Linked DNA regions of Triticum aestivum: region 1 is linked to region 2. The links are chromatin contacts, called in public Hi-C maps. All regions are on one chromosome and are shown on one strand. The core of a region is the stretch at or near the end of the contact, and the rest is flanking DNA. Distances in the headings are between cores, read along the strand shown.

The links. A called contact is a pair of places that touch in the nucleus more often than the background predicts.
Region 1: a contact with region 2 is called in a Hi-C map of leaf, with 5 times the contacts expected there. The contact joins the promoter of LOC123051670 here to the promoter of LOC123051668 in region 2. A contact is called at or near these places in 2 of 5 Hi-C or Micro-C datasets (both in leaf).

Annotation. Positions count from the first base shown.
Region 1 is chr2D:74,582,457-74,588,277 of IWGSC CS RefSeq v2.1, reverse strand. LOC123051670 (protein NETWORKED 3A) reads right to left here and starts at 3,734. Exons shown (of 3, transcript XM_044474632.1): 1 at 3,219-3,734; 2 at 2,665-2,765; 3 at 1,045-2,106. The coding sequence starts at 2,752. The coding sequence ends at 1,337.
Region 2 is chr2D:74,187,134-74,193,073 of IWGSC CS RefSeq v2.1, reverse strand. It overlaps LOC123051668 (tubby-like F-box protein 11), which reads left to right and starts at 2,623. Exons shown (of 6, transcript XM_044474627.1): 1 at 2,623-3,281; 2 at 4,004-4,091; 3 at 4,172-4,301; 4 at 4,429-4,566; 5 at 5,437-5,876. The coding sequence starts at 2,949. The coding sequence ends at 5,872. It overlaps LOC123051669 (sodium/hydrogen exchanger 2), which reads left to right. Exons shown (of 13, transcript XM_044474628.1): 13 at 1-159.

The sequences.
Region 1 (5,821 bases), core at 2,485-4,984, 390 kb before region 2:
GTTCCACGGTGACGCCACCACAGCTGGTGGCCCGCTACCGTAGCTTGCGCAAACTCGCGTCATGTTGCAAAGGAGCTTCCCACCATGGGCCATGTTGCAAAGGATGGGGTTGCAACAGAGGGAGTTTGTTGTGATCACAACATAGGTCACGTTGCAACGGTAGAAAACGTTTTGACGGAGTGCAACTCGGCTCATGTTGCAAGCCCATGAGCGCAACAATAGCTATGCTACGAACGGGTGGGGCGCTGCCGAGAGGCTCACAAGGTAGAGAACGAACGACTATCATATGCGCCGTCCAACGACTATGGAGGCGGCAAATTCGATCAAATCATTTCCTGGCCGACGTGTAGCGTCGTCCATGATATAGGCCAACAATTGATCAACTATTGCATAATTTTTATTATGGTGAATACCAATGAGCAAATTCCTGGCTCCGCCCGGGTTACCCCAATTGTAGTTGCAGAGTTTCATCTCACTCTCCATCAAACCGTTGGAAATTTGATAGCTTCTAAAGTAGTTTCAACAAGAGCAAATTTTGATGTGGACCAGTGGAACCTAACAAAAAATATAATAATATATTTTTACTATAGATAAGCAATCATATACAAACATTCATATGACTATTATTTGCCCGCCAGATCTTCATCCAACTGCGAGGTTCATGCCACAACTGGTCATCTTCTTGCTCCCATGACGCCTGCCAACCCTAATCACCGACCTCCACCATCCACGGCCGGCGGCGCTCCGAAGACAGCCTCCCCGCCTTCACCTCGACCTCCCCCCACCATTGTTAATCTATTTCCACAGTGGCATGTTAATCCAACTGAAACATGAGCATGACTGCAATAAATCCCAAAAAGGAAAGTGCTTCGAAATACTTTCCGGAGTTCATCATGATTCATCATACGGGTTACCCCAATTCCAGGTGCAGAGTTTCATCTTACGTCCATCAGCCTGTCTGAATCTTGATGATGGCACTTCTAAAGCAGTATCAGCAACAGCAAATGTTCTAGTGCAGGCAGCATCGCACAGGACCGCTGATACTTGACAAAAATAATAATATATTTTTACTATATAGTTAAGCAAAAATAATAATATACAAACATTCATATGGCTATACTACTACTACTTACTACACATAAAACATGAGTATAACAGCAACATAGTTAAAATTTCTCTCTACTAGCTAACCCTGAACAAGGATGGGACCAGGCACGGTCCAAAAGAAACCCATCCTATATGCACATGAGCTACAAGAAATTCTCATGGATCTGGATGTCAAGACGGAGAGACTGCATCATGCTATTTCTTCTCTTCATCACCAAAACTCACTCCTTCACAGAGCGACCATGGGACCAGAATGCTTGCGCTGTCCCGTGAACAGCTTCGCCGAGAACAGGTCCATGGTGAGCTTCCTGAGATCGAAGCCGCGGGGCTGGGCCGCGGCGGCGGGGTGGTGCTTGGGGTTGGGGCTCTTGAGGAGCTCGCGCAGGGTGTAGTTCTCCTGCTTCACCATGTCGATGGACGACGCGAGCTGCCTGATGACCTCCCTCTTCTCCTCGTCCTTCGCGGCGAGCTCGGCCTCGTGAGCCGCCTTGTTCTCCTCGATCACCTTCTGCAGCTCCGCATTCTGCTCGCTGAGCCTCTTGATCTCCGCGCGCATGAGCTCTGCTTCTTTGTCAAGCTGGTCCTTCTTTGCCGCTGCCTCTGCTTCGCCTTCAGACACCTTCTCATCATGCTCTTCTTCAGGGTCATCGACTTCAGACTCGGAGTCATAGGAGTCTGAGCACAGTGAGTTGGAGGAAAAACTTCTTGTTGTCTTGCCATCCATGGAACCTGAGGACCAGCTCTTGGTTGCCTTGCCATCCATGGACCCCGGAGACCAGCTCTTGGTGCAGGGAGATGGATTGAACTTGGACCGGCATGTGCCGCTGCCATGCTTCAGCAGGTCATACTGCTCGGCAAGCGAGCGGTGCGTGCGGTACAGGTCGCCGAGCATGTCCACCAGGACGGGGCGCTTCTTGTAGTACATTTCAGCGCGTTGAGCGAACGAGTCCGCGTCTTGGTCGATCAGCTTGAGCATTTGCTTGGTCTTGTCATCCAGTTCTGCAATCAAAGGGAAGGAAGGGAACAATTAGTGAAGGGGAAAATTGAATCCAGTAGGCAAGTGATCCGTGCTGTAAAAACAAGATCTGAAGTACAGAATCCCTATAAAAATATCTGAAGTGCAGAATTACCAGGCCATTATGGATCTATGCATCACAAGATTGCATATGTCATCGCAAATTTGATGCAAAGTGCTAGAGTAATATTGTGAACTTGTCATGATTTACTTATCATTCTTCAGGGTTAAATATGTAATAAATTCTGTTACGATGCAGACAGAGGCTGGAGGAGCAAATCTTCCATTATCAAAAAGAGATATGAATTGGCCAAGATGAAATTGACCGTTGGTGAAACTCTAGATGGAAAGTAGTATGGCCAGAACAGAGGCGGACAGTTCTGTAAGAGAGATGGTTCGGTGCAGAGGTCATATCAGTCCATGGAGTAACCACAACAGGTCAACAACAAGATCCAGGTTCAGGCCGTCCATGGAGTAACCACATGGTAATAACAACATCCACTGACCACTGGGGAGTGCTGGGTAGGGAGCGAGAGGCGAACCTGAAAGGGTGCTGCCGAGCCATGGGGACGTCCTTGCGAGGTTGTGGCTGTCGAACCACCATGCCTGCTGAAGCTCCTTGTGCACCATCTCTTCTTCTTACCTTCAGAAATCAGAGGAATAAGCACAAACAGCCAATGGGATGGACAAAACAAATGGATTTTGTGAGTGACACACAAACTGTCTTACAAGAACACGAGACAACAAGCCAACAAAAGAGAAGATTTGGAATCATGAAGAAAGTTCAGGAGCATTGGAAACGCAAGGCGTTGGCAAAGGGGAGACGGTAACGGAATACCGAGAATCACACCAACCAAAGCACCAAGCTGAAGTAGAGCAGAGAAGAGGCCAGGCAAGGCAAAATATGCATGACTCCATGAGCATAACAGATTCAATCTGTAACAACCGCGCGCGCTCTTCCAACCCACAAATCGGCAAACCTCGCGTTTTCGTCAGATCCGAACAGATTTAAAACGACGACGCGGTGCAAATCCAAACCAATCTAGTCTACGACGAACAGAACAGAGCCCGAAAAATCGGAGCTCCAACGGCTTACACGGCTCCGAACGACTCCCGTCGGGGACAGCGGCGGCCGCCTCCTCCGCCGCAGTTCATCGGCAAGAAACGGCAGAAAAAAAAAGAAGAGGCAATGAACAACCGCCGCGCGCCACGGACGGATCAATCCAGTACCCGCGCCACGCGAACGCAAACGAATCTGGCAGATATTACCGCACCTGCGTCGTGTGGAGTAGAGTTGCCGGCGGCCGCTCTCGCTCTCTACGGTGCCGTGGCGCGGAGGGAGGCGGAGTTTCCCGTTGCCTCGCTCCACCGGACCGGACCGCTTCTTTGTCTAGTCGTACAAGGGCGCAGCTTTCAGGATTGGGACGAGGGGGAAGGGGACAAGGCTCTGCGCCGGCGCACACGCCCTCGCCTCTCGTCTCGATCTCCAGGAAAATATTTCAAACCCTGCCGCTCCACGAACGCGACTCTTCTTGCGGGGAGGCCCTCCGGGAACGCCCTATTTATCGGCGTGCATTACCGGGCACCCGATTGCTGCTTTCCTTTCCGGTTCCTCTCCGTCCCGGACTGGCGTTCCGATTGCTGCCGAGCGTGATCTTCCCGGGCTTGGCTTGGCCCGCCGTGTGTGTACACAGCTCACGATTGTAGGGGCGCACGGTAAGGATTAAATTAATTTGCGTGCTCGGAATTGGAAGGATACGCGGTGGTTTTGTCCCGAATTAATGTGGAAATATTGGTAGGCAGTAATTTTCTGCCTGTTATGTTAGCGTGCATGCAACAGTTGGAAATATGCCAAAGAAATATGGGAAGCGGTTTAATTCGACCGATTGATTTCTCGCTCCGGTCAACCGCACCTGTCGTGCATGCATGACACGTGTCCTCTGTGGTGCCCACGGCTCTTCCCTGTCGTCCTTATCTCTCACCGGAGTCCTTCGTCCATACGACCTCTTTCGGAGAGCGCAACGTGCTCAAATTTGAAAGTATACGCGGTGGTTTTCTCCCAAATTAATGTGAACAATATTGGCAGGCAATAATTTTCGCCCAATTATATTAAGGCCTTATATTAACGCCCATGCAACAATTGAAATATGCCAAAGAATATGATAAACGTTTCAACTCGACCGATTGATTTCCCACTCCCGTCAACCGCCTCCCACGCATTACGTGTGCCCTCTGTGGTGCCCAGCCTCTTCCCTATCATCCTTAACTCTCGCCGAAGTCCCTCGTCCATACGACTTCTTTCGAAAAGCGCAACTTTCCTTTCCCATCTCTCTGCAAGGGGCTATCATGGCCAGCGCCCACTGCTCCAAAGCTTGAATGGCACTATGCGAGACGGGATGGCGGCGATGTGACCACCGTTGTGGGAGAGGAGGGGGGTGGGTAATTTTCTCCCAATATGGGTACACAAATATTTTCTCCCCGTTAACGTGCATGCGATATTTGTAAATATACAGAGAAATACTATGTAATAACTTGTGTCAATATGGACTATGCGCATACTGGGGGAGTAACTGATAATTATTACAAAGGATAAAAAAATAGTGGAATAACAAAAGAAAAATTAAGGGCATGTTCGGTTGGTGATTGACTTTTTTTCACTTTTATAAAAAAAACATGACGCAAACTTACTAAGAAAACATGTCACATGGTTTTTTTTTTCGGGTGTCACATGGGTTCATACTCTCAAGTCTCAAACTTTGATTTCCTTTTTTTGAAGTCAACTTTGATAGTTTGTAGCGCCGCCGAAAAAAAACTTTGATAGTTTGTAACAACACTTGAAGTGATAAAAGACTATAACAACACTTGAAGTGGATCGCAAGCAACACGTTCCACGTAGATAGTACATGTCCCGTGCTGCCCAGGGGGTTATATGCAAACCGCAAAGAGCCTGCCGGAGAAAAGGCAGCCCACTTTCGAATTTGTGGAGCTGGGGCCCGACTAGCGAGTTTGGTCTTTCATTGAAGAAGGGTTTGCCTCTGTACCAGCGTCTGACTGACAAGAACCTTATATTAAATAAAGCGATTCAAAATTCATGAACCATTCCATATTGAGTGGTGTACAATCCGTGGGCTCGTTGCCTCTTTTCTTCCCTTCCGAGTTCCAATTTATGTCTTTTGTTTCTGCATCCAGCTGATACGGTCGTTACAGATTAGTGCATTTTCAGCAGCCCCGTAGCATGTCTTGCATTGAGGAACTGAGGATCCAGCATTAAACACCTGCCAGAGTAAAATACATCAGTAGTGGACTAGTGGCTATGCAAGTAATATTCCCAGTTCAGAGAAAAATGGGAGCGTATCACGCTGCACAGAATGACAGAGGCCACCACAGCTTTGCGTGGTTTGTTTATTCAGTCAGGAACTAGCCGTTGCGAGCCCCAAAGCATGATGAACTGATAAAGTAAGAGTAGATTAACGTCCCAGATTACGTGGTGACGCCAAGGCAGCGGGGCGCTTTGATTAGGTGGCTAGATTAAGCATGAACCCTGTTATTTTAAGCGTGATATCGTGATGAGCAGTCAATAATCAAATCGGGGTGCGATGCGGGGAGTCAGAAAGGGAAGGTCCAGGTCAGATGGCGCGTGTGGTTGTGGTTGTGGCCTGAGCCTGGGCGTGAGCTAGCCGACCGTTGCGGTGCCTCCCG
Region 2 (5,940 bases), core at 1,374-3,873:
CAGGCGTCTGACCTCCTGCATCTACCCTTACTTACAATCTCCTAATGGATTGGTGTGTATCCTGCCAAGTTGTGCCAGATGAGTGATGATCTTGTGGCCTGGTTGCTACAAAGAACTCATCTCAGACAAGTTATCTATCTATATCTATCTTGAATTGAATTTGCCTCTTGTACGTCGACGGCTGTCGTTATGATGCCAAAAATTTGTTATAATCTGTCAAAATATAAATCTACTTTTGTGAGGAGCTTGATATCTTTTCGTGTTAGCCTGCTGTTGCAGCATAATTAGGTCCATTTCACACTACTTTTGTAGCAACACACTACTAGGAGCAGCCAAATTGAGCAAGATTTAGTTAATGTACTGTACATTGCAAGATTTATTGTCTGCTTTCCCTCTTGAGCTGGGTGGTTTGGTCCGTTGCCCAGAGCGGCATGTTTCAGATTCAGTTCCCATACCGGGAAAGCCCAAAGGGTTTGGCTGGTTAGGCCGGTGCTGTGAGCATTCGGAAGAGACATCATTATAAATGTGGATATGGTTACTGGTTGCATGTCCATGCTTTTTGGGACAATGGGATGGTGACACTACCCTCACCGGGAGGCTAATCATTCCTCATCACGAATTCATCGACGGGTGGCCGGTTGCTGCTAGTGCAAGTAGAGTAGAGTCCCTCTCAAAATAGGAAAATGAGAGATCACCTTCTAGGTAGCAACTCCCAAATGACCACCTTTCTTTTGGAAAGTAATCTGACCTTGTTGATTAATAATCGTATCAAGTCGTATATCAGACCAAAGGTGATGTAACAAGCACCCCCTCTGTCCCAAAATCCTCTGTCTTAGTGTTAGATACATTGGCATCCAGACACATCTAAGACAGGAATTTTAGAACAGGGGTAATATGAACATAATAGATTGTCGGTAAAACCAAAAATTTTCATTGACATCATTCGAAATGGTCCAACATAGCTCCGCCTTTTGCATCTTGAGGTTTCTCCATGGTTGCGGAGAAAGAAAAAGGTAAAACTGGACTAGCCTTAACGGTTTCGTGTCGTGGACCCCGATAGGTGGTGACAAGTATACATCGTTGGATGCACTCTGACCAGGACACCTCTCTTGCAACATAGGTTGCCAAACCATAATGCACTCTGACCAGGATACTTCCTTTGCAACATATGCTTCGTCGAACCCGTGGACCAAAACAAACTTGACACCACTTTTCTGTCATAAAACAATTACACGAATGGAGCCATGAGGGTTGTATTACTCTTGCGTGACAACGCCTCCAACACAAGAGGTAATAAAAATAAACAATACATGACCCTAAAACGAAAGAAACTTAATCTACCTTACAAAGAAAGATTGATCCATGGTTCCTCCCACCGTGTGATGTCCGGGAAGGATGGTGGAGACGTTGAGGGCATGAGAAGAGATCAAAATCTGAATGCTGGATGGTTAGGAGGGTGGATGTATCCCCTACCCCACAAGAAATTAAACACCATGATTTTCGACACATGCATGTCTCATAAAGTAAGATATTCTTTTAGCAGGAGGTGACGAGACGTTTGTGGTGAATTTGTCAATACCAACATCTGTTGACTCAGTCTCTCGAAGGTGCTCATACAGATGGCCTGCACGTGCGTGCGTTCGCAGTGAAGAGTATGTGTGTACAATGGCGGGGCTATGTAGAGACCTGAGGGGGCATGGCCCCCCAGCCCGGATGTAATTTTTTTACTAGGTATTAGTAATAATCTAAGTAATGGGCTAATGGCCCATCAAACCATCGTCCACGCACGCTCACTTCAGGCTCGGTCACTCGGGGGCTGTGATTTATGGTTTTGATAATTGGAAGAAGGTGAATGATGGAAGATGGGGATCTTGCCAATAACTTGGTTGTTCACATAGAGCGAAAATCGTAGAGAAGTACAACTTTGAGGATATTTGAACGGAATTCAAGAGCATGAGGGATCGAAAAGCTGATCTGTAGTACCACTCCTTTTGTAGTTCTTCATTGGCTCAGAGAATGTCTTTGGAGCTTCAGGTAGAGCGGTATATTCATGTAGACAAGTCGTACATTTTGGTTTAGTTTGTTGTCTTATATGAAGTATATATTGCTAATTATGTATGTATTTTGCGACCAATATGGATAATATAAATATAAATTTACCTGGAGGCTGCAAATTCTGGTTTGTTGCAGTTGGTTAATTTTTTTATGTGTCTTTGGCTCCCCCCCCCCCCCCCCCCCCCCAACCCCACATAGATCCTTGTCAAGCTCCGCCACTGTGCGTGCGTGTGTGAACGTTTGCCTCCCTCTTCTCTCATTTTTTAGCAAAGGAAAATGATCTTATCACTTCATAAAGAAAAGGAAAATTTCCAAAAAAGAAAAAAAGAAAAGGAAAATAGCCTTATCTATTTTTTTTTTTGACATGAAAATGGGCTTATCTTTTCCCGTAAAAAAAAGAAATAAGAAATGGTCTTATCTTACTGATTTACTGAACCTTAGTAGGAGTAGTAGTACTATATTTGACCAGGTAAGCCATCAGAGGAAAATGCCATAACCAACTTTCTCCTACCAGAATCTCCCACTTTGTCCTGACAGAGATGCCGGAGTATATTAGCACTCCTACTACCAGCACAATTTCCCTGCCAACTGGGCAAAGCACAAATTTGTTCGTAGAGCATTCTTGTTCTTTCCCTCACTGCTCCACATCCTTGTCCCTGTCTCCCTCCACGCATATCACCAAGCCGCTACCCAAAGGCAGCAGCAACCATCTCCCACCCACATCCGTCCATGCCATATTGATGCCGCCGCTGCAGAGAATTGCAATCCGTTGACATCCCAGCGGCACCTTTTTTGTGCCATAAGTTGGTGGGATTGCTTGGAACCGCGGTTTCTTGGCAGGATTCGGTGGGGGATTGGGCGGATTTGGCCGCCGGGGGCGGGCGGAGAAGGCGATGTCTTTCAGGAGCATGGTCCGGGAGATGAAGGGCGAGGTGGACGCCATCGCCCGGCGCCGGCCGCTTCCGTCGGCGCGCGGCGTCCGGCGGGTGGCGGCGGTGGCGACGGAGGAGGAGGCCGCGCGGCAGGGCTGCTGCTGGGCGGAGCTGCCGCCGGAGCTCCTGCGGGAGGTGCTGGCGCGGGTCGAGGCGTCGGAGCCGCGGTGGCCGCGCCGCCGCGACGTGGTGGCGTGCGCCGGCGTCTGCCGGACCTGGAGGGGTGTTGTCAGGGAGATCGTCCGCGTTCCCGAGGTGTCCGGGCGGCTCACCTTCCCCATCTCTCTCAAGCAGGTAGCCGCTCATGGCAACTCTGAATCCCTCTCTCTCTCTCTCGCTCGCTCCCTGGTCACCATCCATGCTGTTGTTCATTCAGCTGCTACTCAATGGCAGCCCGGTGTTCATATTAAGTTCTTAGATTAGTCACCAAAATTTTTCTCTGTTGATGAGATTGTCTATTGTCTAGTAGTAAATCAAGAGCTATTAGTTGATGAAACGTCTGGCCGCAAACTTCAATTATGGCGATTGCGTTCAGTTTTTCTTTCTTAGAATTGTGTGAGCGCCTTTTGATGTCCACCATTTCACGCAACGTAGCGACCCTTCTTTTTTCCTGATTGGAAGATGTCAAAGAAAGGTCTGTGTGAAAAGAGTTCTAACGTTGGGTAGCCCCATCTACTCTGTCATGTTTGTTTCATTTTCTATTTTTTTATTTAATCCTAGAAAGTACAGTAGTTGAGACCGAGAAATATGTCTATATTGAGAAGAAACTTGAAAAGTCAGATTAGTAAATAATGACTGGTTGTCTGGTTTAGTATGAAATGTCCAATGTCAACTGTTATTCAGTTCGAACAGTCGTTGTCAAACGGGTTTAATAGGAAAGCTTTGTTGTCAGATACTTCAGATGTAGTTGACCATCCTTTGTAGAACAGTGATGCCTAATTCAAGTTTTATAAACCATGTGGCTTTGTTGCTAGATTTGTTTGCTTTGAACTTACTTTTACCTCTCTAACATGTAGCCTGGACCAAGAGATGCTCCCATCAAATGTTTCATTCGGAGGCACCGGGCTACTCAGACATATTTCCTCTACATTGGACTGACTGATGGTATGCGTTTCTCATTGGGCATATGCAGTCTGGATTTTACTTATTTTGTTCATGAATAGTTTTTCCTTTTCTTTGTGCAGCGCTAGCTGATACTGGGAAGTTCCTACTTGCTGCACGCAAATACCATAGGCCAACATGCACCGAATATCTAATTTCACTTGACAAGACTGATATGTCAAAGGGGAGTCAAACCTGCGTTGGCAAGTTAAGGTGATTGTTTGGCATTTATATCTGAAAATTATGAGTTGCCGTAGTTTCTTCAGCGACATACATAAGATCAGAACAGCATGTTGAAGCAGAGAAACCTATTTAGTAACATTTCCTCTTTTCTGAACAGATCGAATTTCTTGAGAACGAAGTTTACTGTCTATGATGCGCATCCACCTCATGCTGGACCTGTGGTTTCAAAGAGATGGCCTGCTGGCGACTATCCAGTTATACAAATTAATTATGAAGTGAATGTTTTGGGATCTAGGTATGCCATCTTATTCGGTAACCCTTCCATTACGTAAATTTGATGTGCGCACATATTTTTTTATGTTATCCTAAGACCATATTATTTGCATACAAATCCATTTACTGACCAAAAATGTTGAGAACACAGTAACTGCTATTTGCAATGCTGATAACAGCCTTACTCTTCATAAACTTTAAATGCATTACCATTTCTGAAAATCAGCAGATCCAAAGCCACAGTGGAATAACGATGTTATCTAAATGCATTATATTTTTTTTGAAGAGGAATAACGATGTTATTTAAGTGCACTATAATTTCTGAAGATCAGCAGATCGAAAACCACAGTGGGATAATGATGTTTTCTGGATTACCATAGGAGGCAGGGCTGCTTAAGTGTGATTTCACCTGAAATATACAAAATCTTGTAAAATCAGGTTTAGACTTCATGTCTTGGTAGTGGGTAAACAAAGCTATGTGTTTATTTATAATGCAACAGAAAACATTTTATCATATAGGAAGCGCCACCAACTAATTTTTATCACGTATTGTAATTATGTCACGTGTGAAGCACCACTAACTAATACTCCCTCCGTCCTAAAATAAGTGTCTCAACCTTAGTACAACTTCGTATTAAAGTTAGTATAAAGTTGAGACACTTATTTTGGGACGGAGGAAGTACTTATTATCATTTATAAGTAGTGTAATTATGTCATGTATGAAGCACCACTAACTATTTTTTTCCCAATCAACAGGGGCCTCGCCCCTGGTTCCATTTCAGAGAAACGAAACCACATGAGACTAACTAATTATATCACGTAACTAGTGTAAATTTCTTCATGTAAGAAGCATGACTAAGACACTATGTTACGGCATATTTGCTTATTGTAGGGGCCCAAGAAGAATGAACTGTATCATGGAATCTATCCCTGTATCAGCAATTGAACAAGGAGGAACAGCTCCAACACAGACTGCGTTTCCTTTCTTCAATCCCAAATCATCTCGAATGGATAGCTCAATTACTCCATTATCCAGTCAAGTGGAAAGTAAGCTGGTGCTTAAGAACAAGTCCCCCAGGTGGCACGAACATCTGCGGTGCTGGTGCCTCAACTTCCACGGACGGGTGACGGTTGCATCAGTGAAAAACTTTCAGCTGGTGGCTTCAGATGAGAGTGCTCCAGCTAACGAGGAGAATGACGACACCACCCTCCAGTTTGGTAAGATTGGGAAGGACTTGTTCACACTCGACTACCGTTACCCGGTATCGGCGTTTCAGGCATTTGCGATCTGCCTCAGCAGCTTCGACACCAAATTAGCGCGCGAATGAAGAGGTGCGTCTCTTAGTTTCTTGTTTGTGTCATGTTTACTGACATGCCAATCAAACGAACAATTTGA